7 separate regions of the Mus musculus genome follow, and regions 2, 3, 4, 5, 6 and 7 are each linked to region 1. The links are chromatin contacts, called in public HiCAR-type, HiChIP or PLAC-seq and promoter capture Hi-C maps. All regions are on one chromosome and are shown on one strand. Each heading gives the region's core, a stretch centred on a gene start, on an enhancer-like site or on the middle of the called end of the contact. The rest is flanking DNA. Distances are from core to core; before and after follow the strand shown.

Evidence for each region. Promoter capture Hi-C pulls out the DNA fragments that hold promoters and counts their contacts. HiCAR-type assays count read pairs that join an accessible place to other places. HiChIP or PLAC-seq counts read pairs in DNA pulled down with a chosen protein or histone mark.
Region 2: a promoter capture Hi-C map of liver shows a contact between it and region 1, with 2.4 times the contacts expected there. The contact joins the promoter of Galnt12 here to the promoter of Tmeff1 in region 1. A contact is called at or near these places in 3 of 39 promoter capture datasets (hippocampal neurons and liver).
Region 3: a contact with region 1 is called in an H3K4me3 HiChIP or PLAC-seq map of embryonic forebrain, with 6 times the contacts expected there. The contact joins the promoter of Col15a1 here to the promoter of Tmeff1 in region 1. A contact is called at or near these places in 1 of 39 promoter capture datasets (hippocampal neurons) and 1 of 115 datasets of contacts at active chromatin or transcription factors (embryonic forebrain).
Region 4: a HiCAR-type map of astrocytes shows a contact between it and region 1, with 5 times the contacts expected there. The contact joins the promoter of Tgfbr1 here to the promoter of Tmeff1 in region 1. A contact is called at or near these places in 5 of 39 promoter capture datasets (cranial neural crest, hippocampal neurons, maxillary cranial neural crest and 2 more) and 4 of 115 datasets of contacts at active chromatin or transcription factors (astrocytes, embryonic forebrain, embryonic hindbrain and 1 more).
Region 5: a contact with region 1 is called in a promoter capture Hi-C map of hippocampal neurons, with 5 times the contacts expected there. The contact joins the enhancer-like site here to the promoter of Tmeff1 in region 1. A contact is called at or near these places in 10 of 39 promoter capture datasets (the 3T3-L1 cell line, the C10 cell line, cranial neural crest and 6 more) and 5 of 115 datasets of contacts at active chromatin or transcription factors (embryonic forebrain, embryonic midbrain, embryonic stem cells and 1 more).
Region 6: an H3K4me3 HiChIP or PLAC-seq map of stem cell-derived neural progenitor cells shows a contact between it and region 1, with 6 times the contacts expected there. The contact joins the promoter of Alg2 here to the promoter of Tmeff1 in region 1. A contact is called at or near these places in 9 of 39 promoter capture datasets (the 3T3-L1 cell line, the SN4741 cell line, cranial neural crest and 5 more), 1 of 484 Hi-C or Micro-C datasets (embryonic stem cells), 8 of 115 datasets of contacts at active chromatin or transcription factors (astrocytes, embryonic brain, embryonic midbrain and 3 more) and 1 of 9 other capture datasets (adipose tissue).
Region 7: a contact with region 1 is called in a promoter capture Hi-C map of hippocampal neurons, with 4 times the contacts expected there. The contact joins the enhancer-like site here to the promoter of Tmeff1 in region 1. A contact is called at or near these places in 8 of 39 promoter capture datasets (the 3T3-L1 cell line, the HPC-7 cell line, frontonasal cranial neural crest and 4 more) and 1 of 115 datasets of contacts at active chromatin or transcription factors (embryonic hindbrain).

Annotation. Positions count from the first base shown.
Region 1 is chr4:48,583,110-48,587,257 of GRCm38.p6, reverse strand. It overlaps Tmeff1 (transmembrane protein with EGF-like and two follistatin-like domains 1), which reads right to left and starts at 2,084. Exons shown (of 10, transcript NM_001356272.1): 1 at 1,617-2,084. The coding sequence starts at 1,788.
Region 2 is chr4:47,089,630-47,093,777 of GRCm38.p6, reverse strand. Galnt12 (polypeptide N-acetylgalactosaminyltransferase 12) reads right to left here and starts at 1,855. Exons shown (of 10, transcript NM_172693.4): 1 at 1,450-1,855. The coding sequence starts at 1,805.
Region 3 is chr4:47,205,969-47,210,116 of GRCm38.p6, reverse strand. It overlaps Col15a1 (collagen, type XV, alpha 1), which reads right to left and starts at 2,105. Exons shown (of 40, transcript NM_009928.3): 1 at 1,755-2,105; 2 at 1,583-1,671. The coding sequence starts at 1,765. It overlaps Gm12426 (a long non-coding RNA gene), which reads left to right and starts at 491. Exons shown (of 3, transcript XR_001784287.2): 1 at 491-823; 2 at 1,531-1,695; 3 at 3,751-4,148.
Region 4 is chr4:47,351,171-47,355,318 of GRCm38.p6, reverse strand. It overlaps Tgfbr1 (transforming growth factor, beta receptor I), which reads right to left and starts at 2,097. Exons shown (of 9, transcript NM_009370.3): 1 at 1,923-2,097. The coding sequence starts at 2,007. It overlaps Gm32435 (a long non-coding RNA gene), which reads left to right. Exons shown (of 3, transcript XR_390551.4): 3 at 1,081-3,005.
Region 5 is chr4:47,435,503-47,439,650 of GRCm38.p6, reverse strand. No RefSeq gene overlaps it. Among named protein-coding and RNA genes, the nearest start is that of Alg2, 37 kb to the left of the region's middle. Within about 2 kb of position 1,795, at least 180 of the 459 cell types and tissues checked have an H3K27ac peak or open chromatin away from gene starts, as enhancers often do. A contact at or near this core is called in embryonic forebrain, hippocampal neurons, liver and 1 more, where this site is marked.
Region 6 is chr4:47,472,287-47,476,434 of GRCm38.p6, reverse strand. Alg2 (asparagine-linked glycosylation 2 (alpha-1,3-mannosyltransferase)) reads left to right here and starts at 2,068. Exons shown (of 2, transcript NM_019998.3): 1 at 2,068-2,496; 2 at 3,977-4,148. The coding sequence starts at 2,149. Sec61b (Sec61 beta subunit) reads right to left here and starts at 1,774. Exons shown (of 4, transcript NM_024171.2): 1 at 1,682-1,774; 2 at 1,426-1,523. The coding sequence starts at 1,684.
Region 7 is chr4:47,517,345-47,521,492 of GRCm38.p6, reverse strand. No RefSeq gene overlaps it. Among named protein-coding and RNA genes, the nearest start is that of Gm42283, 25 kb to the right of the region's middle. Within about 2 kb of position 2,437, at least 18 of the 459 cell types and tissues checked have an H3K27ac peak or open chromatin away from gene starts, as enhancers often do. A contact at or near this core is called in hippocampal neurons, where this site is marked.

The sequences.
Region 1 (4,148 bases), core at 835-3,334:
ATTTTGACAGCGTGGTCACCTAAAAAAGGTAACCATCATTTGGTACCCCAAAAAAAACCCAAATCACTCTGATTTACAAAGAGCTTATCTTCTTAAAGAGTGACGGCTTACTAAAGCGTCATCCCATCCCAATTACGATTAGAAAAATAGAAGAGAGTTTATGGGTGGAAAGGCTTTTAATGGGCATGCCATTTTTATTAGTTCTCAAAACCTCTCATAAAACATACCATATGAAAATTACTAAAAAAGGTGTCCCCCACCACAAAAAAAAAAAAAAAAAAAAAAAAAAAAAAGGCCAGCATAAAGCCTCTTTCGCCTAAATCACTGTCCTATAAACATAGCCCCTTCACGAACTCCCAGGCTGTCTGTCAGGCCCCCACTAGCTGACTCTATCGACTCTCAGGTGCACCCCTCCTCCCCGCTTCAACCCTAGTTAAAAGGACAAGTGCTGGTCTGAGAAGTGATAAAAGCCCAAGTGAGCAAGGGCTGGCTTATGACCACTAGGTCTGCTGGGCCAGCTGCAAGCAGACCTACCCTCCCCCAAGAGAACCCGGAAGCCTCTGCTCGCCCGAGGGCCTGAATCCCCTGGCTCCCCTGGGACTCTTTCCAAAAGGACGGGGGAACTTTACTGGCCGGCCCCCTCCTCCCCTGTGTCATCCATTAAAACCCCAGCACGCTCTTTGTTTCCAACAGCTGTGGGAGGGCAGGCGGCCTTGGAGAGAGGGGAGAGGTCACTTACTCCCTGGCTCCCCTGGCTGCCAATCTTCCAGGTCCTCCTGCAAAACACACACACCACCATTGCCTCTCTTTCTACACCACTTTAATTAACCCGGGGTTACTCTAGCTACACAGGGGCACTCTCTGAGACCTAATTACCTTTCATACCCAAATCCCACACAAGATGACTCCCTAGCTCCCTCCCTCTGTCAAACTGGGTTCACTACTGGGCTCTCATCTCTTCACCCTATATACGTACTCCAGCGTGGTTACCTGAGCCTCAGGCTTTGTCCAGACACAACCAACAAAACACTTCCTGGGCCCTCCTGGGACTCCCTGCTGCCCTGATGCACAGAACCGTGGACAGATTTGGTCCCCACTGCACCCCTGAACCCAAAGGACAAACATAACCACTCCTTCTTTTTACCGGCATTACCCCTCTTAAAACCCAGGAACTCTTAAGAACCTCCCCACCAACACATGGTCAGTTCTCAGGCCCTTATCCTCAGTCCGCCAGTTCCTCACCATCACACTCACACACAAACACACACACACGCACACACTCCCCTTGAAGCCTAGCCGTCCTCCCTCCCTTGGGGCTTCACAACACTTTACACGCGCTTCCACGAGCAAACCCAGGATCACTGCTCCGTCTCGCGGAACCTCACCAGCTCACCACGCCGCAGGGCCGCCCTAGTCCCGGCCACTCGACACCTACGGACCCACAAACGACCACTCCCCATCCCCAACCCAGGTCCCCAAAGCCCGCACCGCGAACTCTCGTCCTGCCCTCCGCCCGGCCCCCGGGACTCCTCAGCACCCTGGTCCACACCGGGTCCTCCCGCGGCCCAGAACGGCGGAAGGGAGGAGCCCCAGAGGCGGGCGCCGGCGGCTCCTACCTGAGCAGTTGCTCTTGCCTCTGCCTCCCGGACAGTCCCCGCCGCCGCCCGCGGGCTGGTTGGACGCGCGGCTCCCGGGCAGGCAGAAGGCGAAGAGCAGAAGCACCGACGTGTAGCCGCAGACGGCGAGCGGGGGCGCGGCCGGCAGCCGGAGCGGCGCCTGGGCGCCCATGCTGTCGCGGCCGCACGGCGGGGAGCTCAGGGAGCGGCAGGCCGGGCACACCGGCCCCGCGCCGCCTCCTAGCAGCCGTGCAGCCGCCCGGGGCAGCCCCGCAGCATCCCCGCCAGGCCCCGGCCCTCCGCGCTCGGGACAGCCTCGTTGGGAGACCCCGGCGCGGGCGAGGGGCGCGGGCGCGCGAGGGCAGGGAGCGCGCCGCGTGGGGAACACGGAGCTGGGGCGCGCGCGGGGGGCGCGGGGCGGGGACGGACGCAGCTTCTAGCTCGCAGGCTCGCCTTCCCTTTGTGTCCGCGCGGCTGTCGCCGCCGCGTCACAAAGACCCCGGCCCGCCCGGTGAGGGGCGCGTGACGGAGCCGCGGGCGGGGAGGGAGCGGCGACCCCGCCCCGCGCACACCCCCGGCGCCGAGCTCCGCCCCTCCCGGGGAGCCATTGTTCCTGAGGCGGGCGGGGGCGCGGGCCGGGGTCGCCGATCCCTCCGGCTGGCCGGACGGCGCCGAGGATACTGGAGAGAGCTTCGGGACGGTGTCTCAGAAGCCCTTTGTGAGCCTTTCCCACGCGCCTTCTAACCCTGCACGAGCTCGGGTGGTCTTTCGTGTGTTTTCCAGGTGGAGTTAAAGGCAAAAGGTGACTTGTCCAAGGTCAGTCACATCCCAAGAAATGGGCAGGATCGGGATTGGTACCTAGTGCTCACTCCCGCTGTGCACTTCTCCGGGGAAAAGGCTTAATCCCCAAGACTCGCCCCACCGGGTTCCTGGATAACTACATCTCTCGGCTGAATCTTTAAAGTGCGTTGCCCTTTCCGCGCATAATAGCAAAGATTTAGAGCGGATTTGCTATATCCAAGGCCTAGAGGAAGCTCTTAGCCTGTATCCTCTCCAGTTCTATTTCACAGCCCTACAAAGGAGTTCCCATACTGGTTTTCTGCCTTCCCCAAATCAGGAAGTTGGGACCAAGAGTCTTCCAGCTGTCTGGAGCCCAGTACAGTCCTCTGCAGCCCTCACCTTGCTAGATGATAACTTTACACAGGCAATAAGACCATAGGCCAAATTTTTGGAAATTTTCCGCTTTGTTCGAAGTCTGTTATTGTTGCCCACTTCAGAAGGAATTCTAGAATTTCATTGTAAAATTAAGAAAATTGCAAAAAGGACACTTGAAGAAAGCTACAATCTAAATACAAAACAAACACTGAACATAGAAGTAAAGACAAGGAGGCTTTGAGAAGTCCAGGCAAGGGAGAAAGCTTTGGAGACCAGCAAGAGATAGCCGGCAGCTGAGAGCCCAGGCTGCTTTTGCAGAGGCCCCAGCTTGGATTCCCACAGCATCACAACCATCTGTAAACACTGTACCAAGAACTCTCTTCTGGCCTCAAAGGGCAGTGTAGGCATGTGGTATAGATATGCATCAAACAAAACACCCATATACATTACAAATAAACTTATTTTCAAAAAAAATTTAAAGCCACTAGCAACAAAGGGAAAGATATTTAAACCAAAAAGTTACCCCTCTGGATGATTATTAAAAAGTTAGAAAGACTGACAAACTTAGCACTATTCATGCATACATTTTGGAGGGCGCGGCAACCTAAATATGAAGAAAAAAACTAAATTTGTTTTCCTAACAATACCAATATTGGAATTTTTGCTTTAGAGATGGTTGAACAAGACACAACAATGAATAAAGGAAGATTTTCATGACAGCTTTTGTGTAACAGTAAAATATGACCCCGGTGGTCATCTTTGTGTATAGATTTTGATAATGATTAGGTTAATGATGAATGGTATAGAAACAGGGATACTGGAGACTGGAGAGATGGTTCAGTGATGGAGTCCTTCCTAGGTTTGGTTCTCAGCGGCCACATCAGGTGATGCCCAACTGCCTGTGACTCCAGTTCCCGGCAGTCTGAAGCACATAAACCCATATAGGCACACATCAATAAATAAATGCTCTTTAAAGAAAAGAAAACCTTTCTTTTCTAAACTATACATATGTACCAACCCAAAGAAAGAGCAAGACTGCTTTACCCCATTACATTACCACTGACTCTGGAAAAGAGGATTGTGGGTGATAGGTACTTGCCGCTCATATTTTTCTGTTGAGTTTTTTTTCAATGAAAAGGTTTTGTCATCATAATTTTAAAAACTATTTGCTGTTAAGTTGCACATCTGCCATGCTTTTTATCTAAATAGATCTGCATCTCCAACACCGTCTATAGTTTGCCTCCAGCCTCTGAGCTGTTAGCCTAGCACACTTCCTGATGCACTGAACCAAGAGTGATCCCAGCCCCTGCCTGCTCAGCCACAGCAGAGGCCTCCTCCTGTGGCCCAGCTCCCAGCAGCCTCTCTGTTAAAGCTTAA
Region 2 (4,148 bases), core at 606-3,105, 1.5 Mb after region 1:
CCGGCAGGACACAAGGCAGCTGCATCACCATGGAGACAGGAAACCATAAGCCCCACAGGTCATCTAAAGTGTTTCAAAGAGATATTCACAACTCCTAACCATAAAGGAAATTGGATCCGGAGAAGAATAACTTTCCAGCCAAATGCAGATGACACGAAGGGGCAGTCGAGGAAAGAGGAAGTAAGCAGGACAGGGTGCTCCCAGGTACATGCTGACTATTAAGTCTGAGGCGGCATTCCTTCAGCCCACTTACACAGAGTGTACAGACTAACCCTCATCGGTTCCCTAGTTGGCAAACAAGGAAACTGAGGCCAAATCAACTAAAGACTGAACCCCACTGTCGGAGACCGCAGAACTAGTGAGCAAAAGACCTGACCTTTCAAAGAGCTGAAGCTGCCTGAGGCACTGGGTAGGAGTGGAGAATCCCTGCCAATCCCAGCAATTTTGACTCGGAAAGAGAGTGAAAAGGGCTTCGGGCAAAGCCATTGCGGTAGGTGAGAGAAATTCAGTTAAATCTGTTAAACTCTCCCTGATGGAGGAAGGGGCACAGCAGACCGCATCTCATCCTCTCGCAGGTCAGTGTTGCCTATGCCCTCTGAGTCCATTTCCAAACTGGAAAAAAAAAGAACTGTCAAGGCCTGGAGAGTAGAATGTGGCAAGCGCCTGATAATCACACCAGGCTGGCCCTGTGGCTCTAACCAGGACCCCTTTCTGAGTTCTGTTTTCCAGGCAATCTACCGAGCTCAAGTGGGAACTAAAAGTTCTGTAACAAATTTAAAGGGTGGAGGCGTCTGGGAGACTGAGGGTAAAGGTGGCAGCAGCAGCTGCTGCGGGTGTTTGCTTCCTTGTCTCTCACCTGTTGAAAAGCCAGCAGCTTCAACAGGAACTAGGCTCTGACTACACAGGATCTGCCCTGCACCACCTACAAGAGTGTGCTCGGCTGGACTCAAGAGTCACAGGCGCCCTTCCCACAAACCTCTTCTTCCCACCGCCCTCCACCCAAAGCTAGGACTTCAACAGCCAGAGAGAAAGGGAGGCGGCTCCGGGCCTCGGGCACGGCCATTGGGCATCTCGATGGCTCTGCTCTATCCCTGGGCAACAGCACACCCACACCAATGAATGGGGTCAGCCCTGTGCTAGTCGCCGTCAGCTCTCCGGAGTCACAGCCACACCCACAGTCCTAACTGCCCCCACAGGCACGAAGTAGGGGTCTCTTCAGTGTGTTTAACTCGAATCTCACCCTGTCCCGACAGAATGACAACTTTGAGGTGTCTGATTCAAGGGACCACTCAGTTACCAGTTTGACTTTCTTAGGTTCGTTCTGATTTTTTTTTTTAACTTTCCCGCCTCTTCGCCCTCTAGATACGCCCCACCACCACCCCCGCTCTGCACCACCTCCTCCCGAGAAGGATGCTGCGTCCCACGCGCCAGTGCTCCGCGACTACTCACAGAGGGTTCCAGCGCTCGGGCAGTCGGCGGTGCAGCGAGATACGGTCGCTCAGATAGATGTTGATCTGGTGCTGCTTCACGCTCTCCTCCTGCAGCCGCAGCTCCTCGCCCTGCAGCTGCAGCCGCACCGCCTCCCCATGCGCTCCCAGAGCATCGGCGGGCAGCGGCGGCCTGGGCAGCACTGGCTCGTGACGCCCGGGGAGAGGAGTCCGCGGGGGTCCCGGGTCCACCGTCCCCGACCTGCTTCGAGCCCGCAGCAGCGCGCCCAGCCCTGCCAGGGCCAGCAGTGCCAGCAACGCCTCCCGGCCGCGCCGCAGCCCCCGCGGGCAGCGCCTCCTCACCGCACGCCCCCACATGCACCCGCTAGCTGCACCCCGCGGCCTCGGGCCGAGGCTGGACCCGGATCCCGGAACCGCGGTCGCCCCGCCCCCGGCCCGCCCCACCTGCGCCCCGCCCTCTTCCTGGCTGCTGCCTCCCGCGCCCACCTGCCTGTGCCCACATGAGAGAGCAGAGAGCTTGGCGACCCTTGCGGCGTGAGTGTGGGCTGAGCACAGCGCTCTGGGCGCTATGGGGACCCTTCCTTGAACTTACGTGACACTAGCACTATCCCGGATGGAAGGTCCTTAACCTTAGCCACTACGTGTTCAGGATGTGCTGGCCAAGACTCATGAAAGCTGCAGGCGGCTCTGTGCGGTACTCAGTGGCGCCTAGAATAACTAACTGGAGCCCATGGTTTTCCAAGCTATGTTTTTCAGTCTTTGCTTTAGGGACACCTACACTCCGCAGGCCCATCACACACACACACACACACACACACACACACACACACACACACACCATCCTTTCCTGTAATGTATCAGGTTTGGCTCAGGGCTTATAGGAGAAAAGGGGAGCCACGGGGCCCTTGCTTCGAAGCTTGAAGGACAGAGTTCCATCCATCCCCACATGGTGAAAGGAGGACTCCCTCAAGTTGTCCTCCAACCCCCACGTGTGATATAGACACTTGTGTATACATACATGCATACAGATAAAAGTTTTAAATTTAAAGTTTAAATCAAAAATGTGTTGCTGTATCATAGTCGGAATCTCAAGTAACCCAGGCTGGCCTCCTTTCCTGAGTCCTAGAATTACAGGTCAGTGGTACCAAGCCTAGCTAAATAGTGTCTCCAGCCCCAGCCCCTGATGTTGACTGAAATATGGTCTCACTCTGTAGTCCTGGTTGACTCTAAACTTTCTACATAGCCCAGGCTGGCCTCTAACTTTTAGGAATAAAATGTCTTCAGTAATTTACACAAACTGCCACTTTTACCTTTAGTTGTGGGGGGAGGAAGGAGCCAAGCTAGGCTGGTGCCTTTGCAAATTCTGTTCCTGCACCCACTTGCCTTGCCCCACCTTACCAACTCTTCCTGAAGCCTTCAGCCACTGCAGCGTTTTCAGGATGGCTTATTATTATTATTAATTTTGCCACTAATAGCACATTTTCACGGCAGAAGTTTTTGTGTAATTCTGGGTGTATATGTATATAAAACCAGTATATAAATCAACCACTTACTTATAGTAAGTCATAAAGAAACTCATTTTAAAACAATCTTTAAAATACATATAATTTTACTATTAATAAAAGAAAGCCGTTTACATGTTAAGATGGATGGACTTGCTTATTTTTATATAAAGACTTAAATTAAGGCTAAGCATTTGATACTACAGGACACAAACCATCGTCATAATTTTCAGAGTTGATTGATAATTTCATTTTAAAAATCCCAATGCTGGGAGTGCCATTTCACATAAATGTGTGGTGCCAGGTAGCAGAACTATATTTTGGAGTGTTGTTTTGAAATTCTGCCCCAGTCCCAAGAAAATTTGTTTTTAAAGATTTATGTTGGTGCTGTAGAGATAGCTCAGCCATTAAGAGCACTGGCTGCTCTTCCAGAGGACCCAACATCTACTTGGCAGCTCACAACTGTCTGTAATTCCAGTCCCTGGGGATCTGACACCATCTTCTGGGTGCCCTGGGCACTGTATACACATGGTGCATTTATATACAAATATGTATGCATATGTATTCATATGACATATAATATCTTATATATGTGTGTGCCTTATATATGACAGACACTCATACATATAAGATAGAAAAATAAAATCTCCAGTTTTTAAAAAATTTATGTGTATGTGTGTGTGTGTGGGTGTGTGTGAATGTGTACCTCATATGTGGGAGTGTCAGTGGAGGCCAGGAAAGAGCATTGGGTCCCCTGAAGCTAGAGTTGCTGGTAGCTGTGAACTGCCCCACGCAGGTGCTGGGAACCCCAACTCTAGTCCTCCGCAAAATCAGCAACCACTGTGGACCACTGAGTCATCTCTCCAGTCTCTGGAGCCAAAATCGACTTAATGATCTTTTTTCTATGAATCAAAACTCAAACAGCTATTTTAAAAATCAAACACCTTTACACAATGCAATCCACTTAATACTTCCATACTGACGAATGGGCAGTAAGGGACTTGGTTTCCCATAAGAAACTTTTGTTTCTGTAAAAGTGAAAACTGTATGTTCAGTAAAACAAAAAACAAACAAACAAGCAAAAGAACACTGTGGTTCACATCATACAATAGTCTCAAGTTTGAGTTGAGGTGGGTTCAGGCAGCATCACCAGCATTGCAAATTATGATGGCTCACAGCACAAAGCACACACAGTGCG
Region 3 (4,148 bases), core at 856-3,355, 1.4 Mb after region 1:
TGGGGGACCTTAAGGCCATCTCTGTCTGGGAAACTCTTTTGATTGATGGTTGACAGCAAAGTCTCTGGAGTAAGAGTACCTGGATCAAATCCTACTCTAGACTCTTAGAAAGCTAGGACTTGGATTCAGTGTGCTCAGAATAGGATATCTTAAGTCCTTAGTCTCCAGCTCCTGGGATAGTGACTGAGACAGGAACTCATTCAGACCTCATTCAATGCAAGGCTGAGTAAGAATTAACCGTGTAAACCTCATGCAAGATCTATACAGCTCAGGGCTCCAGGAGCCCTCTTCAAATCCCAAAGGGGCATTGGATGTCATCAGCTGCCCTCTGCTGCTGACTTGGCAAAGCCCTATGTCATATGGGAAATTGCAAGGTTTCCACACTGGCTATCCTTGGGAGAAGCCAGAACTCTGCTCCAACTGCCCTTTGATCTGCAAGAAACACCAGGCTGGGCGCCCTGGCAGGAAAAGCTATCATTGCATCTGCGCCTTGCTCCCTTGCAGATCACGGGCGGAGTGATACCAGGCATTTTCAAGTAACTACGGAGTCAAACAAGACCACCAATCCTGGACCAGCTTCCTAGGGGACTATACAACACTTCTCCGCCTTCACTGTTTTCAACTGGGCTATGCGCTACTTCTCTAAGTCCAAAGCGGGTCAGGGCTGTTGTTCCAAAAGCCTGGTTTTGCTGAGTACATAATGCAAAGGCTGAGCAGGGACAGGAACCTGCCCAACTGGGTTTGAGTTCTGGCTTTCATAGTTGCCACTTCCTAAGCCTCCCCAACAATGCTTTCCAACACAGGCACTCCTGAGAAGAGCAAGGTATCTTTCCGACACTTATTCTCATGGAAAGGACATTATTTCCCATCTGTCCGTTACACTTCTCAACGCTTCTGGAACAATGAGGGTCTAGTTTACCAGATCTTCTCAGATGAGGAAACTGAGGCATGCAGAGTGAAAAAATGTTGCCCACAGTCACCCAACAGAGGCGCAATTCACACCGGCAGTTCGACTTTAAGTCAGACCCACTTTAATCCAACAGCTTCTGAGTCCTCTCAGGGGAAACTGAGGCCCATAGAAGAGAAAGAAAGATCAGTTTCTCAGGCTTAGTCCATCATCCACTGCGCCTCTGTCCGGCAGGGATGGGGACCTCTAGTGACTCAGGCTGAACCAAACACGCTAGCGACTCTGTTCTGTTATGTCAGGAACGACTAGGATGTCAAGGTATCCCTGCCGAAGACCATGTTTTCCCATGGACTGAGTGTACATGGGACCTGCTCACCCTACAGCCCAGTGCGCACGACCTCAGCGCGGGAGCCCAGCGCGCTTTGGGATAGTTTGGCAGTGTGTTGTCACTGTACAGCTAAAACCCCTCTCTGCCCGCTCTGGTGAGCCACGTCCAGCCCAGACACTCTTGTGTGCCTTCGCTGAGGCAATCATCTCAGCGCCTAGGAACCCGGGGGGCCCGGGAGGACCCAGGGCAAGACGGCTGTGCGCCGCGCCAAGCAAGTACTCCCTTTTATGTCCAGGAATGAGGCGCCGTAGCACCCGGGCGCGCAAACCCAAGCGGCTGTGGCTTACCTGTCGCAGCGCGGGTCTGCAGGACAGCGGAGAGCAGCGCGGAGATGATGGAGAGCAGCCACCTCGGGCGCCGGCCCTGCGCGGTCCTCCTGCAAGAAGCGGTGGCAGAGAAGGTGAGGCGGCGGCTAGGAGGTGAGGCGAAGGTGCAGGGGGAGCGGGGCGCGGGTCCTACCTGTGTGTCATGGTGCAGCCGCCGGACCCCAGCTGTACTTCGCCCGCGGAACAAAGGCTGCGCTCGGTGGCGACGGCGGGATCCCCGCTGCTGCCCGCGCCTGAGTCACCCGCGCTCTGAAACCCGACTCCGCCGCGCCCTGCGCTCCCCCACGCGCGGTGCCCCACCTCGCCGCCGGTCCCCGCTGCGCCTCCCCACGCCCCCTTCTTCCCGCCACCCCAGAGCCTTATGTAACCCGCGAGGAAAGCCCCGCATGCAGACGCAGAGCTCCACAACCCAGGGCCGGCTGGGATCGCTGGGGTTTCCTTACATGACAGACTAGGCTATTGAGATTCAGAGGGGAGTGGCAGTGTCCCAAAGCTACGCGGTTGAAGTCGCTCCTGGTTGCTGTGCCACACCCAGCAGGCCAGCCAAGATCCCACTTGCATGCCCCAGAGTAACACGGTGGGGACGGAAGTCATACACAGAGCGAGGACTTTGAAGGACTCGTGGGGTGTGCTCTGAATATTTTGGAATCCCAAAACCTTGACCAAGGGGAACTGAAGTCCAGAGAAGCCAAACGATTTACCAAGGCATCCATCCAGTGAGCCACACAAGAGAATCAACATTGAAGAAAAGAGTAAGGTCTCAATGTTGACCTAGGCACATAGAGTCAGGTGTGTTACCTGCCCGCTGGGAACAAGACACCCTTTAACTAACAAGCAACACAGAAGGCAGGAATTGGGAGCTTAGCTCTTGAAAAACGCTATCCTTAGGAGCTCTTGCAGTTACTAACTAGTGCACTGCAGGAAACGTGGGGGTGAGGACACACCACAAGGGTCAAGACAGGCAGAGCCATTGGCTTTTAAGGGACCGAGGCACCGGAAGCCAGGAGGGCTCCAAGGAACTAACAAGGAAGTTAGGGGGCATTCTAAGGATACTGCCCACTTAAGGTGGCTTTGACATCTGTTCACCCTGTCTATGGATTTGAACTCTCGTTCCCCTTTTGTGCCTTCTGTGATGGGTATAACACTTGTTACAAATGATTAACCATGGGGAATTGGCTTTCTTGGGTCTGGATTTCTCTATTACTTGTAAAATGCACCAGCCAGATCTGTAACTGACTTCCTAGATAGATTTACCTAAGGAAATTGTCGCACCCAAGGTTGTTCTGTTTGACAGTTAGAGCCAGTGGCTATAAACAGGTGGCCTGGGTCTCCATGTGGTCCGCAGATAAGTTTGGTCAGTGATAGCTTCCAAATTAAAAAGTTAATAATAACAACATTTTATAATTATGAACTGTTTATTAAGATCCATATTTTGTAGGGCTGGAAGGATGGCTCAGGGGTTAAAAGCATGTAGTGCTCTCGAAGAGAACCCAAGGTCCAGGCACCCACATAGAGTAGGCTACAATCACCAGCAACTCTAGTTCCTGCGACCTAACACCCTCCTCTGGCCTCTGTGGGCACTCCTACATGCATGTACATACAAATATATGCACACAAATTGAAAAACCAAATTTGTGGACTATTAGAATTCAGGTAGACCTGATGACATGGAACCTGCATTTTTGATGTCAGATTTTATTGGAATTTCATCAGTTGGGCAATATCCTCCAGTTTACCATGGTTGCCACCATTTTCTGCTTCACCCATCAACAAGACAAAGGACCAGTCCTACTTAATACCACACTTGAAGTCTGTCTTTGCTCATAAGTCAGAGTGAAACTGGATTGAGAGCTTACCACCCTGTTCCAAACGAGCAAACAAGGGGTCTATGGAGAGACGGCCGTGTCTAAATGAGATAGGGAAGAGCTTATGTTTAATACACAGATACAGTTTGGTTACACATATAAGATGACTTTATGCCACAAGCCTGACCTGCCCCAGGAGGAAGGTACATCCTGTATTCAGCTGATGGGGCTTGACTGTGGTTCAACTCATCAGTGCTGGATACTGCAGTAGATTCCTTTACCGCCCTCTCAGAGAAGTCCTGTGTACACATTTGTTGTTTCTAGGTAAGCACCCGAGACCCAGCTCCTTGAAATCTAAAGACAAAGATCCCCTTGGGTCTTCTCTCATGTGGTGACTGGAAACAGAACCTGGCCGATCGTACTGGTTTACTTCTCCTTCACCTGGAAAAGGCAAGCAAGATTGTTGTGTTGAAATTTGGCCTGAAGGTGGGAGTTATGGCCTAAGACCGGAGATATCTCAGGCCTAGGAGCTGAGAGGGAGCGGGAGAGGGTCCCCTGTGGGTGTGGGACTGATGGGGCAGGAAGCCAAGTGAGGCATTCCACCTCCTGTCAGACAGTGCTGCGAGGGCTTAAGTGATTTCCTTCCATTCAATGTGGAGTTGTAGAAATAGCCAAAAGGAAGCGTCATGTCATACCCCAGCTAGTCTAAATTGTTTACCACG
Region 4 (4,148 bases), core at 848-3,347, 1.2 Mb after region 1:
CAATTTCTGAAATGGTCCTAAACATCTGTAATTATGTGGAGTCGCCAGCACTGGATGATTCAGTTCTTTAAGAAAAAATAAACTCACCCATCTCATTACTACAGAAATGTGCTTTAATCTTTAATAAATGGTAAAACTGTATATACCAATGAATTGTTTTAAAATAATTTTATTTATGCTCTATTATCAGTACATTTGATTTATATACCCATCTTTTACATTTTGTATGTGACTCATGGGCACATACAATCTTTTGAGAAAAGAGGGTGGCAAATGGGGAAAGTTTATGAAGTACTAGTCTAGGTTTTGAGCAATAAAAACATCTAGGCTAATTTTGTATTACATCATTGCCTAAGTAGGCTATAAAGTCCTCCAGGACATGAACCAGCCTTCTCAGCATCCACGTCAATACTGCTAAATGCATGAACGTGTCCTGCTTTGTTTTAGGTAGAAAAGAATTAATTACTTTACCCAAATAACTGTTAGATATGGTCACTTATAGTTGATGCATAATTATAACAATTCTCCCACTTTGTCCACCATTATTTCCTTCCTAAGCCAATGTCAAAAACCCATTGTATCTTCTACTGTAGACCTATGTAAAGAGAATGTTCAAGTAAACTAAGAAACTGATGGCTAAGTTATGTTATCAAATATCAACTGTTCTTTAAGTGAGTCATGCTACTTTGGTGTAACAGGTGCACAGATTTTGAACCCTGAAAGCCTAAGTGCAAATCCTAATTTCTGCACTTACTAAGAACTTAATCTTCTGCACCTCAGTTTTCATGTCAATATACAGGACAAATACTGGTACTGCGAGGGTTCTGATACTGTGTCTTTTACATCTGCATTATAATCAACTCCCAATAAACAGTAACTATTAAGTTTAATCATAGTTGGCATCCACAGTCTGGAGAGACTTTTGTTTTGGCTTGTTTTGCTTTTTAAAATGTTGTTATCCAATTTCCGCAACAAAAATGTATTTTCACTGTATGCAGGTTGCTAATGCCGAGCCTCAGTATTTTGCTTTCTCCTATTTTAATTGGTTCCTGACAAAGTTTTTTTCAATCTTCCCTCCAGAGGTGACAACCAGTATCACGACCGGCTTTAATATTTTGGGAAACCACACATTTCCCTTCAAACCCCAGCTACACAGAGGTCTGGTTTTAAAACTACCGCTTAGGGAAATGATACACCCAAAGCAACGATCCCCTCGAGAAAAGGAATAATTTGATCAATTCTACAGAACCGTTCCCATTCAAACGTTCCCAAATCTGCAGAGTGAGCAAACGTTCAAGTTTCTACTAGCAAGAAGACAATCTGCAGCCTTCTGGTTACTGGACTCTGAACTCTTCCCAGACTCACGAAGCGAGAACATTCCGCGCATCTTCGCGCCTGCTTCTCACACAAAGCCCCTGGTTGAAGAAAAGTCGCCCTAGGCGGGCGTCGGCACTCACGGCGGTGCGGCCCACCCGGGGTCTCTGCCCACGGCGCCCCTTTCGACCCTCCGGGGAGCCCTCCAAGCGCCCGGCCCCGGAGCGCCTCCACGCCGGTGCCCGCCCACGCCCCAACAGCTTCAGGCCGGGGCGCATTTAGGCAGTGGAATCAGGGGGCCACGGTCCCGGCCGGCCTCGCACCCCTAAGGGCAGCCCCCGACCTCGGCAGGCTCGCCAGCCGCTGCCCCCCGGGAGCCCAAGAGGGCCGGCCTCTGCTCGGTGCTCCGCCACCCGCGCTCGACACCGCCCCCGCCCCGCCTCTCCTCCCCGCCCCGGCTCGCGTGGCGCCTGCCGGGTCAGGAGCGCCCGGCCGGCCGGGCGCCGCCACCTGCGCCCCCGGCCCCGCGCCATGTTTGAGAAAGAGCTGAAGCGAGCCAGAGGCCCGGCCCGGCCCGCGCGCCCCGCAGCCACCCGCCCGCCACTCACCCTTCGCCCCCGGGAGCAGCGTCGCCGCCGCCACCAACACGATGAGGAGCTGCGGACGACGTGGAGCAGCGGCCGCCGCCTCCATGGTCCCGCCGCCACTGTTTGTGGCCCGGCCCGGCCCCGGCCGCAGCTTCTCCTCAGGAAGCCTCGCCCCTCCTCGCCCCACCTCCCCGCCGCCGCCGCGGCCTCGCTCCGGCCCTTTGTAACTGCTCGAGGGGCGTACGCCCATTGGCTGCCCGGCTCCCGCCGACCCCGCCTCCCCCGCCGCCCGCGAGCGCCCTAGCGGGACCTAGCCGAGAGCCCCGCCCGCGGGGCCCTGGGCTACCAATGAGCGGCCGTGGGTTTCTGCCTCTAACCACGCCCCCGCACTGCTGGGCCTCTGACCACGCCCCCTCACCGCTGGGCGCCTTTACTCCAGCCACAGCGGGCAGCTCGCGCTCCCGCGGCGGGTGGGGGCAGGGTCCCAGTCTGCGCGCCCGAGGGAGCCCACGGTCCCGACTGAGCGCAGGGTGTGCCTGTGAGAGTTGCTCAGGGAAAGACTGTGACCGTTGCACGCTCTTTTCTTCTACTCCAACCCCACCCTGACTTCCCCTGCACAGTCCTGCACCCGCAAAACCCAACTCTCGCCACTCGGACCCTCAATATTGTCCGGGGTTCAACTTCCCCCACCCTAGACCCGCGGCTTCCAGCCTCCCCGCAAAGACAGTCCGATTTCTTTCTGCACTCCACGTCCGCCCCAGACCTCGTCGTCCTCTCCCCAAATTCCAGTCTCAAAGTCGGAGCCCAGTTTCGGAATCCCAAGGTGGAGCTCAGACACACCCCCGAGTGGCCTCTGTGTCTCGGCACCGTAAAAAGACCCAGACTAAGGGTCCCCGCCGCCCTCCTTCCCTCCCACCTTTGCTGTCCCCGCGTGGAAGCGGAGAGGCCCACGGGTTTCGAAGGAGGGAGGATTGCCCTACGAAGAAGCATCCCGCCCCGGGGCGAAGCGGGAGCAGTCATAGGTACTTTGAGTTGTCTCCGACACTCCTGTGTAATAATTTCGAGGTGTCACTAAAAACCCAAATAAACTCAGCTCCGCTTTCATTCTGAATTCCTAATTTACTGTGAGACGCTCCACCCACCTTCCCTCTGGGACGCCAAAATGAGCTCCAGATTTGTAATTCTTCCTGTCAGACTAGTCCTTTCTTCAGACACAAACACAGTCACGGAGGCGGCCGCATGGCACCGACAGCATTTTTCCGCAGAACCTTTTAAGGAGAAAATGTTATTTTCTGTGTGATTTGAACTCGGAATTAAATAAAGCTCCGTAGTAGGAATCAGCCGGCCTCTAGTAGCTGTTGGTAAATTGCTTTATAGCCACTTTCCAAGAGTTTGATCCTGCTTATGAAAGCAAACCGTGGGGGCTAAGAGCTGGGGTCTGAGACTGCTCCTCGGCTCCAGCTAGGACACGCTTCAGCAAGTCCTCAACCTGCCAGAACCTGAACAGGCCTGCTCTCTGGGACTCCAGAACCATCAGTTCCTGCCTCCCCTGGCTCCCCTGGCCCCCCTGGCTCAAATGCCCTGAGGTTACAGGGACTAAATTTGACCAGCTTCTAATGAAATCTCTCTGGGAGATATAAAGAGCCTGACACACCTAAAATCTCCAGTGACTGCCCCCGCCTCACCCCCACCCCTAAAGCCTTGTACTTCCTAGGCAAGTACTCTACTCATAAGCTATACCCCCAGCTCTTGTGCTCCTATGTGCACCGTATGCAAGTAGTGCTTGTGGGGTCCAGAAGAGGGCGTCCAATCACTTGGAACTGGAGTGACACCTGGAGTGGAACTGTGAGCCACCTAACAAGGATGCTAAGAACGGAACCACTTCCTCTGCAAGAGCAGCAGTCTCTTAACTATTAACCTATCTCTCCGGCCCCCAGCCCTTGGTTTTTAAAGATGGGGGTCTCACTATGCAAACCAGGCTAGACTGAAACTCGGAATCCTCCTTCCTTAGTCCTCCACCTCCCCTCCCCCAGGCCTGGGGTTGCAGCCACATGCCAAGATGCCCCCCCTATTTTTCTTTTTCTGATCTAGTCTGTGTCTTGCATAAGATCTCAAGAGATTTTTATGCTATGCATGAATAATTAATCTCATAGGAATTTTTTCTCTGGTTATCTTTAATGGGTTGCAAATATTAAAAGCTCCCATCCCACTTATAAATGGGACTGAATCACAAGTCCAGAGTGCCTT
Region 5 (4,148 bases), core at 546-3,045, 1.1 Mb after region 1:
GTCAGAATTTTCTGAGTGTTCCTTTCTGGTTCTGTGCTTGAATCCATTCCATCCTAGTAGCAGAGGCAGAGTGACACCTGGTAAAATGTCTTGCACATAACCAGGGCTCCTGGAAAACATGGGGGAAGGAACCATGAATTCTGCTGCTTGGGAGGAGGCTCAGTACGTCTAAGCAAGGTGACACTAGGCATAGCATTACATTGTCCTGTGACTTGGGGAAGTCTCAGATTGCTGTCCCTTCTATTCCTCCCTAGATTACCAAGAGGGTCACTTCTCAGTGCCCAGTTCTAACTACAAATTGAAGCTGATAATGTGACCCCATGTCTCAAGATAGCTATGAAGGCGATTACAGCCTTGTGAGTGTACAGCACATAACCAAGAGCCAGGCACAGGCTTTGAAGCCAGTACATGCAGCTCTAAGGGCCTGGATGCCTGCTGTCAAGCTTTGTCAACAGGCAAAACGCAACTGTGATGCCTCCAAGGAGAATGTGGCAGGAACCCACCTCCCTTTAGAAAGTCACCTGGGGCAGGTTGCTAATGTCAGAATTGTGGGGGTAGCGGAGGCGACTCCACCTTGAGTCGCAGCAGCAAAGGAAGCAGGGGGAGGGGAGGATCCTGGGTAGAGTAGGGAGAGGACCACAGGTCCACAAGGGAGAGAACGGGTGAGCCACAGGCACAACAGAAACAGCTTCACTCTCCAACCTATTGCTGCTTCTTGGACTCCACACTTAAGGATGGGGACAACTGGTGGAATCGATTTATAGACATGTTGATTTACAGATAAACACATGGCGCTTCTTGGCTTGGTTTGTTTTAGAGAAGAAAGACGACTCTGAGAACATAGCTCAATGGTAGAGTAATTACTGAGCATGTGCAAGGCCCTGGTTTCTATCTCCAGCCCTGGAGAGACAGAGACGTGTGTGTGTGTGTGTGTGTGTGTGTGTGTGTGTGTGTGTGTGTGTGTGTGTGCGTGCGTGTGTCTGAGAGAGACAGAGAACACAGAGATATTCTGAATATGATTCTGTTCATCTATATTAAATAAGAGGCTTAAATGTGTGGTTAATGAGACATAGTAAGAGAAAATAAAGACATGAGAAATTGCATGCACTCTATGTCCCTAGAGAACTTCCTTGTCACGATGCTTAGCTGCTCCTCACTTCATCTGCCTCACGTTAGCCTCAGGATCACCGGGTGGGGTCCCACAGCAAGCGATACCATCACATTTCATCATGAAGGCCCAAAGGCTGAGAGCATCAGACCAGGCATCTGAATCCAGTTCTGTCTGCCTAAACCAAGCATCCTCGCACCAAACAAGATATTCCTACACGTTAAAGGCTTGAAAAGCTCTGGAGGTAGAGGAAGGTCTCACCATCCCTCCCTGATCGCCTTCCAAACGCCAGGCGAGAGGGTTGTAGGGTTGAGCTGGCTCTGGGAACCAACGATGTATGTGCAGCTTTCGCCCCCTGGTGGCTGATATGCGAAGTGCTCGACAGTGGAAGAACAAAGGCTGCTAGCGTCCTTCCCTACCGCCCCCCCCCCAACCCCCGCCCCGGAATGGGGGTTGGGGTCCTGGACTTGGCTCTAGCGGCACGATAGACTAATGAGCTGTACATCTGCTCAGGAGGCAGCTGTTGAGTGCCTGACGGAAGGGTCGAGCCTGAAGGAATGAAATGAAAATTTGATTTATGTCGCTTGTTTTGGCAAGCTTTTGGGAAATGACCAGCCAGCAGCGCTGCCCCAGCACTCATGAGGGGTGAAGGGTGAGCGAGTGTCTCCTTGTCGCTCCACCTCACCCTTCAGCTGTCAACGAAGTCGTCCGTGGGGAACTGACTCTTATGCCCCTCCTCCAGGCAGCTGGCTTGTCCCGCCTTTGCTGGAGATGGGGGCGGGGGGCCTTCTGGTTCATCTCTGCTCTGTCTGAAGGGGGCGGGGGGTGCAGCTTCTTATACTTGTTTGAACATACATGTAAGTGTCCTCAGCTCTAGGCATCTGCCAGCTCCAAGCATTCAAAGGGGTCAAAGGGTGTGTCAGCTGAGAGGATGGCCACGCCCGCTATATTTTCAGAGCAGCGGCAATCTCCATGAGGATCGGGCTCCTTTGAGAAAGGTGGCTCCTTAACGCCAGGTCTCCTGGCACTGTGTGGCAGGTGTATGAATGAGGCCACAGGGAAGCTGGGCACCGTGCTCCAGAGCTTGCTTCTCTGCCTGCCTGTCCAATGTTCCCCTCTCCCAGGAGTATTATGGGAAACACCAGTCCAGCGTGTCTTCTCTAGGGCTGGGCTTCCAAGAGAATCAGCCCCGGGGAAGCTCCCTGCTCGTACAGCCTGCCGGAGTGGGAACACTGCCATCCTCCCTCCCTCTGCCCTGCCCCTTAGGGTGCTTCACATATACTTTCTCTGTATTTCATACTACCTTATTGAAAAGGGGAGACATATGTCTCCTGAGAGGCTTTACCTAGGAGCAGATGGAAGCAGACACAAGCATCAGGTGGCCTGTGGGGAGTCCTGTGGAAGAGTAGGGGATAGGATTAAGCCAGCCGGAGTGGTCAAAGACACCACAACTAACCTGGGCCTGTGGGGGTTCACAGAGACCGAACCACTAACCAGTGGGCTGGACCTAGATTCCCTATACACTTGTAGCAGATGTGCAGCTTGGTTTTCATGTGGGTCCCCTAACAACTGAGCTGTCTGACCCTGTGGCTGCCATTGGATCCCCTTCCTCTACTTGGACTGCCTGGTTGGTCCTCAGGAAAAGGGGTGTGTAGTCCATCTAGGACTGGATGTCTCAGGGTGGGGTGGTACCCCAGGGGGCTTTACTTTCTCTAAGGAGAAGATGAGGGAGTAATGGGGGAGAGGGATTTGTAAGGGTGAGACTGGGGGGAGTGGAGGAAGGGGGTTGATCAGGATGCAAAGTGAATAAATAAATTAATAAGAAAGAGAGATTAAAGTGAGTGGCACAGTTGCTTTCTGGCCTTCATGAGGAAAACCTGGGAAGTGAGCTTTGTCTGTCATGTGTGCTTCGCAAAAGCCAAGCTCCTGTCTATGAAAACCACTTAGGAGGTAGGAGATACCTGAGACCAACTTGGAACTCTCAGCTGTCCCCCTGCCTCAGTCTCCCCAGTGCTGGGATTACAGGTGTGAGTCACCACCCCTGGCGGAAGCATGCTTTTCTGCACATGTCCTTCCCATAGACTCCCTCTCCCTGAGGTCATCAAACCATTTATGAGAGGGAAAATGACACGACCTCAGGTTATATTTCCCCTTGAGTGTTTATATTGAATGAGTGAACTAATTAATAACTAGGATTTCTGCATAGATTCGTAATAGGGAAGCAACAATCCACCACTGAAATGTGCATGACGGTGGGGAGCCACTGTCCAGGCAGAGCTGGTGACGCGTGAGGGACTCATACATCCCCAGAGACCCGGAAGACCTTCGTGCCAAACCGGGACCATTTACTATTTCCATTAATGGCTTGAAGGATGGAAGGGAGCCTCAGCTAATCACATTTCTGCAAGCGCTGAAGCTGGAAGGGATCTTTGCCACTTCGGAGGCCCAGATTAAAATGGGATCGAGGCTTGACGAATTGCAGAGATGGCCCTAAATCAATAAACAGAGCAGCAATAAAGATAAATGCCAGCTGTGTGAACGGGGCTGGAGAAATGATCGGCGAGCGAGCGGCGGGGAGAGAAATGAGTTTTGAGGGGCCCAGGAGGAAGAGCCTGGTTGGGAATTGATCGAGCCATCGTGGTGTTGGTAAGGTGGAGGCTGGGTTCTGCCACCCAGTGGACCCCAAACTTTAGAGAGGCGGAAAGCGACTCTGAGAGCTTAGCAAAATGTTTAAGTCAGAGCTTGGCCTGAGAGGGTGACTCAGCGATTCTGGATCCACGAGGAGAAGATTCCGGCGTAGGTGGACCATACACGATGCTTTTGGGAAAGCAAGATGGCAGAAAGCAATTGACTCCATCACTGTCTCACACGGTTTCCTCCCTGTGACGCCTACCCTCAGGGATTCTCTGAGTTCTAGCATTGGATAAGCTTGGAGATAATCTCCTTAGAGGAAAATGAATTCACAAGGCAAAGGAGCACAGTATTGAGCACAAACTTCGCTGCAATTCAATCAACTTCGTGAGCTTGGACCAATCCAGAG
Region 6 (4,148 bases), core at 819-3,318, 1.1 Mb after region 1:
TTGGTTGTGCTAGTGATCAAGCCTGCGGCCTTACACGTGCTAAGCAAGCTCTCTATTCCCGAGCTATCTCCCCGCTATATCCTCAAGCCTTCCTCTTCACATTGTTAAGGGTGGTTTTAAAGCGCTCCTTTGCGTTTTCAAAGTCTACTCCTCTCTACAAAAACCTTTACTAGTAGTTCAACAAACACAACAATACGGCTGACTGATTCCTTCAGTCAACATTTTCTTGTGGCATGATTTAAGGCAAGAGCTAAGGAAGAGGGCTTGGGCAGGTGTTCTGTCAAAGCAGAGGAGATGAACATGCAGATGTAAATAGTAGTATCCTATTACAACTACAATCCTAGCACATAGGAGGTGAAGGAAGGATGATCTGAGTTCAACCCTAGGTTGTGTGGGAATGTCTAAAAAGAAACTAACTAACTAAAAAAAAAAAAAAAAGAAAAGAAAAGGAAAGAAATGGTAGTAAGCTCAGAATTGCTGGCTCACAGGAGGGAGAAAGGAGAGGCGTGGAATCCCTCTGAAAGCCTTTTTTAACAGGCACCACCAGAAACTTACAGAGAACCTAAGTGGAAGAGCAACTGGAGGGTGAATAGTGGTGTAAATTCAAAGCAGAAGAAGTTGAGGGCTAAACTGGGGGGACAGAAATGGAGGAAAAAAAGTAGTGAGGTCTTCCTATGAAATATGGCATATGACTGTACAGAGAAGACACACCAAATTAAAAAAGATAAATAACTGGAGTTTCTAGATTTCTATAAATAAGCAGTGACATTTAAAAATAAGGAGACCCTGAAGCTGGAAAAGTGGCTGAGAGGTTAAGAATACCTGTTGCTCCTGCAGAGAACCCCAAATCGGTCCCCAGTACTCATATGGTAGCTCACAATCATTCATAACTGCAGTTTCAGGTGACCTCCAAGGACACCAGGCAAGAAAGAGATGCGCGCGCGCACACACACACATACATACACACACACACACACACACACAGGTGCGTGCAATACACACACATACACAAAATAGACTTAAAAAGAAAGACACACACACAGCTGGGATGGGGAACCAGGGTGACAGACTGTGTAAGACACATTTTGTTAAACTGAGTGTGTATGGGACCTCCATATGGAAGACTGAAAGGTAAAGCCTCAGACACACCAGCTTTATGCCAACGCTTTTCCTAAAGTTATTCCTGATCCTAGTCTAATTTACCTTTAACTAAAGTGGTGCGTGCAGCTGATCAAGGAGAGGAAAACCATGCCTCCCTCCTAAAGGGCCTTTAACTAACTAGATGGCCACGTCAGCTCGGGCTCACTCGGCCCCTATTAATCTTTCCATCCTGGAACTCCTCCTTCCAGCAATGCAATGCAACCCTGGGTACCTAGCCTCCTCCAGCCATAACCGGGCGTCCCCCGCAAGCCCCCAGCCACTTACCTCTGCCGAACAGTGGATCCCGCAGCCCGTGCGGCCACCGCTTTGCTGGGAGAGCGGCCAGAGGAGCCCACGTTGGTGCCACTGGGCGTTGGACCCGGCTGCAGAGGGAAGCAGACAAACAGTGAACATCGCGGGTCAAATCCTCTTCACACCCCCGACCCCACACCCACCCGAGAAGCTGGGAAGAGCAATGAGGTCCCAGAAAGGAAGACCAAGATAGGGGCTAGTGCACCCCATGGAAGCGGGGACCGCGCACCATGCTGATGCCTAAGAACGGTGGGCACAGGAGGCAGGAAGAGGGAAGTCGTGAAGTTGCCGAGCACTCAGAACTCTCGTAGATACAGGCTCTGGCACCGCCCCCCGGCCGGCTGGCAGGGCCTTCGCAGACTCTTGGATGACTGGGCTGTCCTGAGATATGCCTGTAAAGATTACGCCGACAACAACTGGGCCGTGTGAAAGTACAGCCCTTTCGCTTCTTTTATGTAATTTATTTAGCGTGCTTAATATGGTCAAACATCACCAAATTGCAAGCTTTGGACAGGTCCACATGAGAAATTGAGTCAGGCATTTTCTTAGCGCCCACAAGCTTATCGCTGATGTGGCCTAAACTAACGCAGGCGTAGTTGCGCTGGCTCGGCTTTCAGTAGCCAGAGGGGGCCAGGGGCGGAGCTTGCAGGAGCTTGCAGAAGCTCGCGCGGAGAGCGCAAGCGCGGCTCATCTACCATGGCCGAAAACCTGTACCGAGCCCGTTCCCGGGTTTACAGCCCATCTGTGCTGTTTCTGCACCCAGACATGGGTATAGGCGGAGCCGAGCGCCTAGTGCTGGACGCGGCGCTGGCGCTGCAGGAGTACGGCTGTGATGTGAAGATATGGACCGCGCACTACGACCCGAACCACTGCTTCATCGAGACCCGCGAGCTCTCGGTGCAATGCGCAGGGGACTGGCTGCCTCGCAGCCTGGGCTGGGGCGGCCGCGGCGCCGCCATCTGCTCCTACGTGCGCATGGTCTTTCTGGCGCTCTACGTGCTGTTTCTCTCCGGCGAGGAGTTCGACGTGGTGGTGTGCGACCAGGTGAGGCCGCCACCAATTCTTGGCTGGGGGGGGGGGGGGGGGGCGGCGCCGAGAGGGGGGGAGGGACCGCTGTTCTAGGTTTTTAGGAACTGTCCAGCAGGAGTCCCCAGGGAGAGAACGGCCACCAATTTTAGTATGGATAGACCCTTTAAAATGGCAGATCTCAGGGACATCTCTCCCCCGCCCCCTTCCTTTCGTTGAAGATCCTTGAGGTAGGGCTTATGTGTCTGCATTTTAAATGTTTAGCCTTGGGACTAAAATGATTGGATCCAGGTGGTTGCTGGCATTAAAAGACGACTTCCGGCCACACCTTGTATGTGACTCAATTTACTCTTCTTTCTTCTCCGTTATTCCTTTGTCTCTGCTTTCAGGTCCCATCCATCCCACCCTTCCAGTCTTTCTAATACTGCCATTCCAGTACTTAGCAGTGCCACGGATTAAAGTCAAGCTAAACATATCGTTTCCCCATTAGGGTCCCCATTGGTCTTTGGAGAAAAATCCAGTTATTTTGTCTATACAAGTGTCTGAGCTTGCATATCAAAACCAGAGGTCAGCTAATATTCACCTGAACATTGGAGTCAGGCTCTCTCACTGAACCTGGAACTGAAAGATTGAGCTAGACTTTTGGACAGGTGTGCACTGCCATACCCAACATTCCTGGAGCCAACCCTCAGTCCTCAGTGTTTTTTTTTTTTTAATTAAGAAGTAACATTTACTCAGGAGTAAAAGTTCAAATAGGAAGTATAATGTAAAAATTCCCTGTCCCCATCCTTGAGAGGGCGAGCCATTGTCAACAGTGTCTTCTGCATCCTTCCAGAAGTGATGTGTGGCCCTGGTAGTATATGTGTCTGTTTCCTGCTACATCTTATATGTACACAGCTGGGATCCAGTTTACCTGCTGTTGGACTTTTTGCTTTTGTTCTGCAAAAATTTGAAACATCTTGCTTATTGATATTCAAGATCCACATCAGTCTCTTCAGTGACTGGAAAGTCCCCTGTCCTGTAAATATTTCAGTCTTCCCTAAAAGACACTAACATTGCTGTGTGTGTGTGTGTGTGTGTGTGTGTGTGTGATCCTAGGTGTGACACTAGATATGACATCCTAATACTGCATTTATTTCACTTCTTACAGTCCTCTGAGGAATCTCCTGATAGTCATGGTCATTGTAAATGTCAGTAACAGTTTCCAGCCTTTACTTACAATGATGTCACCTTATTCTTCCAAGGTCTATACTTGGCTACCCAGTGCTCTTATCTAAGCTGACATGTGGAAATAGCCACAGTTGCTCCAGGGAATCTTTAATTATGATCCTGAGTTGCACTGAACCACCCTGAGGAAGCCGTATGTTCATGGTTAATGCAGACATTTACCCAGGTCCTATGGATTCAGTAATACCAGGCAGCTAGTCAACCAGGAAAAGGCTTATGGCCAAGGAGGTTAAGGCGACCAGTCACTTATCTACTGTTTTACCTTGGTTAGGTGTCTGCCTGTATCCCGGTGTTCAAACTGGCCAGACGGCGTAAGAGGGTCCTATTTTACTGTCACTTCCCAGATCTGCTGCTTACTCAGAGAAATTCAGCTCTGAAGAAGTTCTACAGGGCCCCCATCGACTGGATCGAGGAATACACCACAGGCATGGCAGACCGCATCT
Region 7 (4,148 bases), core at 1,188-3,687, 1.1 Mb after region 1:
CTGGAATGAAAGACTATGAGACGAAGCTGAAGGCAAAGTGGGAAGACATCGAAGGGGCAAATGAGGGGCGGGAGCTGGGTGTGGTGGCACAGCCCTGTGATCCCAGCACTCTGAAAACTGAGACTGGAGGGGCTCAAGTTCTAGGTCATCCTGGGCCACTGACTCAAAACCTGGGGGGAAAGAGGCCTGAGAAGTTGATAAAGCGCTTCACCTAGAAACACAAGGACATCAGTTTGATCCTCAGAACTCTCGGTTTTTATAAGTAAACATTTAAATTTAAAAAACGAAGAGGCACAGCGTATGTGCTTGTAATCCCAGTGCTGAGAGGTGAAGACAGGTCCCTGGAGCTCACTGGGCAAACTAAACTGCTAAACTGCTTGGCAGACGCTGTCCTCTGGCCTCCACAGGCATGCGCACACACAGATGTGACCATGCACATGTGCATACACACACACACACACACTACAAGCACAGACAGACAGACAGACACACATACACTACAAACACAGACAGACAGACAGACACTACAAACACAGACAGACAGACACAGGCACACATACATACACACACTACAAACACAGACAGACAGACACAGGCACACACACACACACACACACACACACACACACACACACACACCATGCTCAGAAATCCAGCCGACTCTACATACAGTAACTCCATTCAGAGTATCCTTGTACCTCATAAACAGGACCTCAAGCAATGTACCTGGTCTCAACAGACCTCAAAGATTGTTTGCAAGCCAGATGTGACATGCTTCTGTTCTTGTCCTCATGACCAAGGACGCTGTCGTGCTCAGAAACTCTTGAATCCAACCCACAAATTATCAGCGGTTTCTGGTTTTCTTTGCATGTTGCCGGGGGGAGGGGGGGGAGGGGCTCGTATCCCCCTTCACTGTTCTGAAGCTCAGCCAAGGTTCATGTATAGGATCATAGCCTCCACTTAAGAAAAGGGAGGCCAGAACTTGGATGTATTGCTTCCCTGACCAAACAGCACAGTGAGTCCACGCTCAGAAGACATCTGACAAATCTTCCAGCCTTGTGTTGTGAAGCAAGACCCTGGCAGGCAGAGATTTGTCACAGCCTTGTGGGGAGCTACTAAAGGGGTTGCCACTTGTGCTTTGCCCTTTACTTGGCAACTCTTCCATCCTAGTGCCTGGGAAAATGAGGCCCTCTGTTTGGCCATAAGTTTGCAGCATTGGAGTGGAATTGAATCTGACAGGTAGGTATCCGTTTTCTGTGTGATGAATGGGCTCTTGGTTTCTGCCTCCTCGTCTGGAAGGTCCAGATCCCCAACTGGGGTGGCAGATTCACCAGGAGAAGTGGCATTGAATGGAGAGAGAGGGACCGACCCACAAGTTCCTGGGGCCTCTGGGAATTGGGTTACAAACAGAGTTGAGGACAAGTGAAAAAAAATCACAGTATCTTTTAGCTCAATCTAGATGTTCTTTGAATCAGTCTGCAAGCTCTATAGCCTGGAGATGTGTAGAGATACCAGCCACTGTCAAGAATAAGCTACAGTCATGACTTCCTGTTCTTTCTTTTCCCTCCTCCTCCAGCTAAGAAGGCTCCTTCCTTAATATGATCCACTCCAGGCAAAGCAAAGAGGATAAGATGTGTAGTGTGAAGCTCGGAGCCCAAGTCTCCTCTCTGGCAGGCTTATAATGAGGCCTTAGGCAAAGCCCCAATCCCCTGTTTACCTACCTGCAAAATGGGAAAGTAGCTCCCCCAGGCATGGTTCATTCTCCATATATTTCTATTAAATTACTCCACAGAATGCCACCCCTGTTTTAGAAGCTAGAAATGCCAGGTGACCATGCCTGCCCTTACTCTCCGAACCTCAGATAGGAGAGTGTGTGTTCTAGTTGTTTTTGCAAATGACACCAGGCCTGGCATCCTAACTACCAAGTCTACAAGATGCTCTGACCAAGATGGCTATGGCCTCAAGCCGCAAAAGAGAAGTCAACTGAAGGCTTTAGAGTCAGCCACAGGTCGCTCATAAGCCACGGGACAGCATAAAATCCTGAAGTTCTCTCTCGACCTTTGGTGTGCTCTTCTACAACATGGGAACACCCAGAGTTCTCCGGAGGGATGTTCAAAGGAATCCATGATATGGTTCCTCTAAAGCAGAATACAGAGCTGTCTGGTTCCTAGTAAGTGTCCAGTGATATTCTAGTTCCGCGATGATGGTGAGAAACATTCTAAAGGCAGAGGCCCTCGCACATCATCTAAAACCACGTTCCTCCGGAGAAGCTCCGGGGCCGCTTCGGGCGCTGCGTGGTGACATGCGCTTCTTGTATTTATCCCCCAAGGCTTCCTTTCGGCGGCTTCTTCCCCAGCAGCTGCTCTGTCAGGGGGCCATATGCCACCTCGCTGCAGAGCAGCTTTGAAGAAGTGACTGCCAGCCCCACAGGAGAACTGTGCAGCTGGGTTCGTGGCTCAGGGGCACAGGCCTCCATCACGCCACCGGCAGCCTGCCTGCAACTCCTTGCTGCTCTGGATGCTGTGAGCTCCAGCCCCAGCTCCACACCCCAGCACCTGTTCCTGACCCCACCCCACCACAGGAGCTCCAGCTCTGCACCACATGCTCCAGTCCCTCACCATGAGCCCCATTCCACCACCACCACCCTAACTCCCCACCCCAACACACACACACACACACACACACACACCAGAGCTCCAGCCCTGCACCCTAAGCTCCAGTAAGGCACAAGCACAAGTGGGCAGGGGCAGGAGGCCAGGCCTGGTTCCGGGAGGGGGTGCACATGGCAAGGAGGCCAGCTGGAGGAACAGGAGGGGACAGATGCCATGGGGGCCCGGATTTGTTCCTGCAGGAAGAATTCAAGGAGCTAATTGTCTCATTACCCGGGAACGATGTTCTCTATGGCCCTGCCACGCGGGGTAGAAAGATGCTCTGTGTGTGTGTGTGTGTGTGTGTGTGTGTGTGTGTGTGTGTGTGTGTGTGTGTGTGTGTGTGCAAGCGCATGCGCAGAAGCATTAGTGAGTGGATGGGAAGAAAGAAAGGGGAGGCTGGCCTCGGATTCTTCCAGATCTGTGCTGTAGAGCAACTTCTAGCTTCCAAACCTGGGAAGGAGCTGCTTTAAAGAATTCATCCTCAACAGTAGGGAAACATTCCCGCCACCTCCGTGTTCCCTACATCACCTTCAGGGCAACGCAGCATGGGCATAAACACCTCACACCCTGCCATTTCCCTTTGCCCTGAGTTTGCCATCCCATTCTTTACAGTGTGACAGTCCTTAGGTTCTGGCTTGCTCTTCAGGTCCCCCTTGCTTTTGTGCAGCAATTCTCAGCCCATTTCTGCTTCCTGCATTTGCAATGCTGTGCCCTCTGCCTGCCCAAATCAACCCATCTCCTTCAGCACAGTTGTCAGAGACCAGTTCAGCAGCCCCCCTCTTTTCCTTCAGCTTTTGTTATGTGACTCCTGTCTTTCTACATCTAATTTCAGACTTCCTAGTGTGAAAAGAAAGGTATATAACCTCTGCAGGCCCTTGACTCTCACAGTAACTTCCCACCCACACTGTGGCATCCTTGCCTCATAAGTGGAGGTCCTGGAAAGGGGGCAGGATAACCGCTGGACTCCCTCTTGCTGTGCAACCAGATGGGAGATGGAGAGAAGCTTTTCAGCAGAGCATCTCAATGTCTTCTCTGGGCGAGCTCTGGAGACACAGGACACCAGACTGTTTTTACCAGGCCAGCATTTATGGAAGCAATCTTTGAGAAGTGCCAGTTGCCACTGCTGGGCTCAACCTTTCTAGCCTCCTACTACCTCTTCTTTCTGAGCTGGTACCCTCGTATCCAGCGTACTCATGAATGTGTCAGTAGGAACTGCACGTTTGTGTGTGAGAGAGATGTAGGCACTGGTGTGCCTAATTAGACAGTTGAATGTTATTTTTACTTAACGAGTTTTAAATTTCTTTTCACGTTGTTTTTATATGGAGTGGAGTAGGAGGGTATACAAGTGTCATGCTGCACAAGATCAGAAGACAACTGGAGGGAGCCACTTCTCTCCTTCTGCCTTGTGGGTTCTGGGGCTCAAACTCAGGTTGTCAAGCTTGGCAGTGAGCAAGTGCCTTTACCACTGAGCCATCCTGCCATCTGTCTTCACAGTTT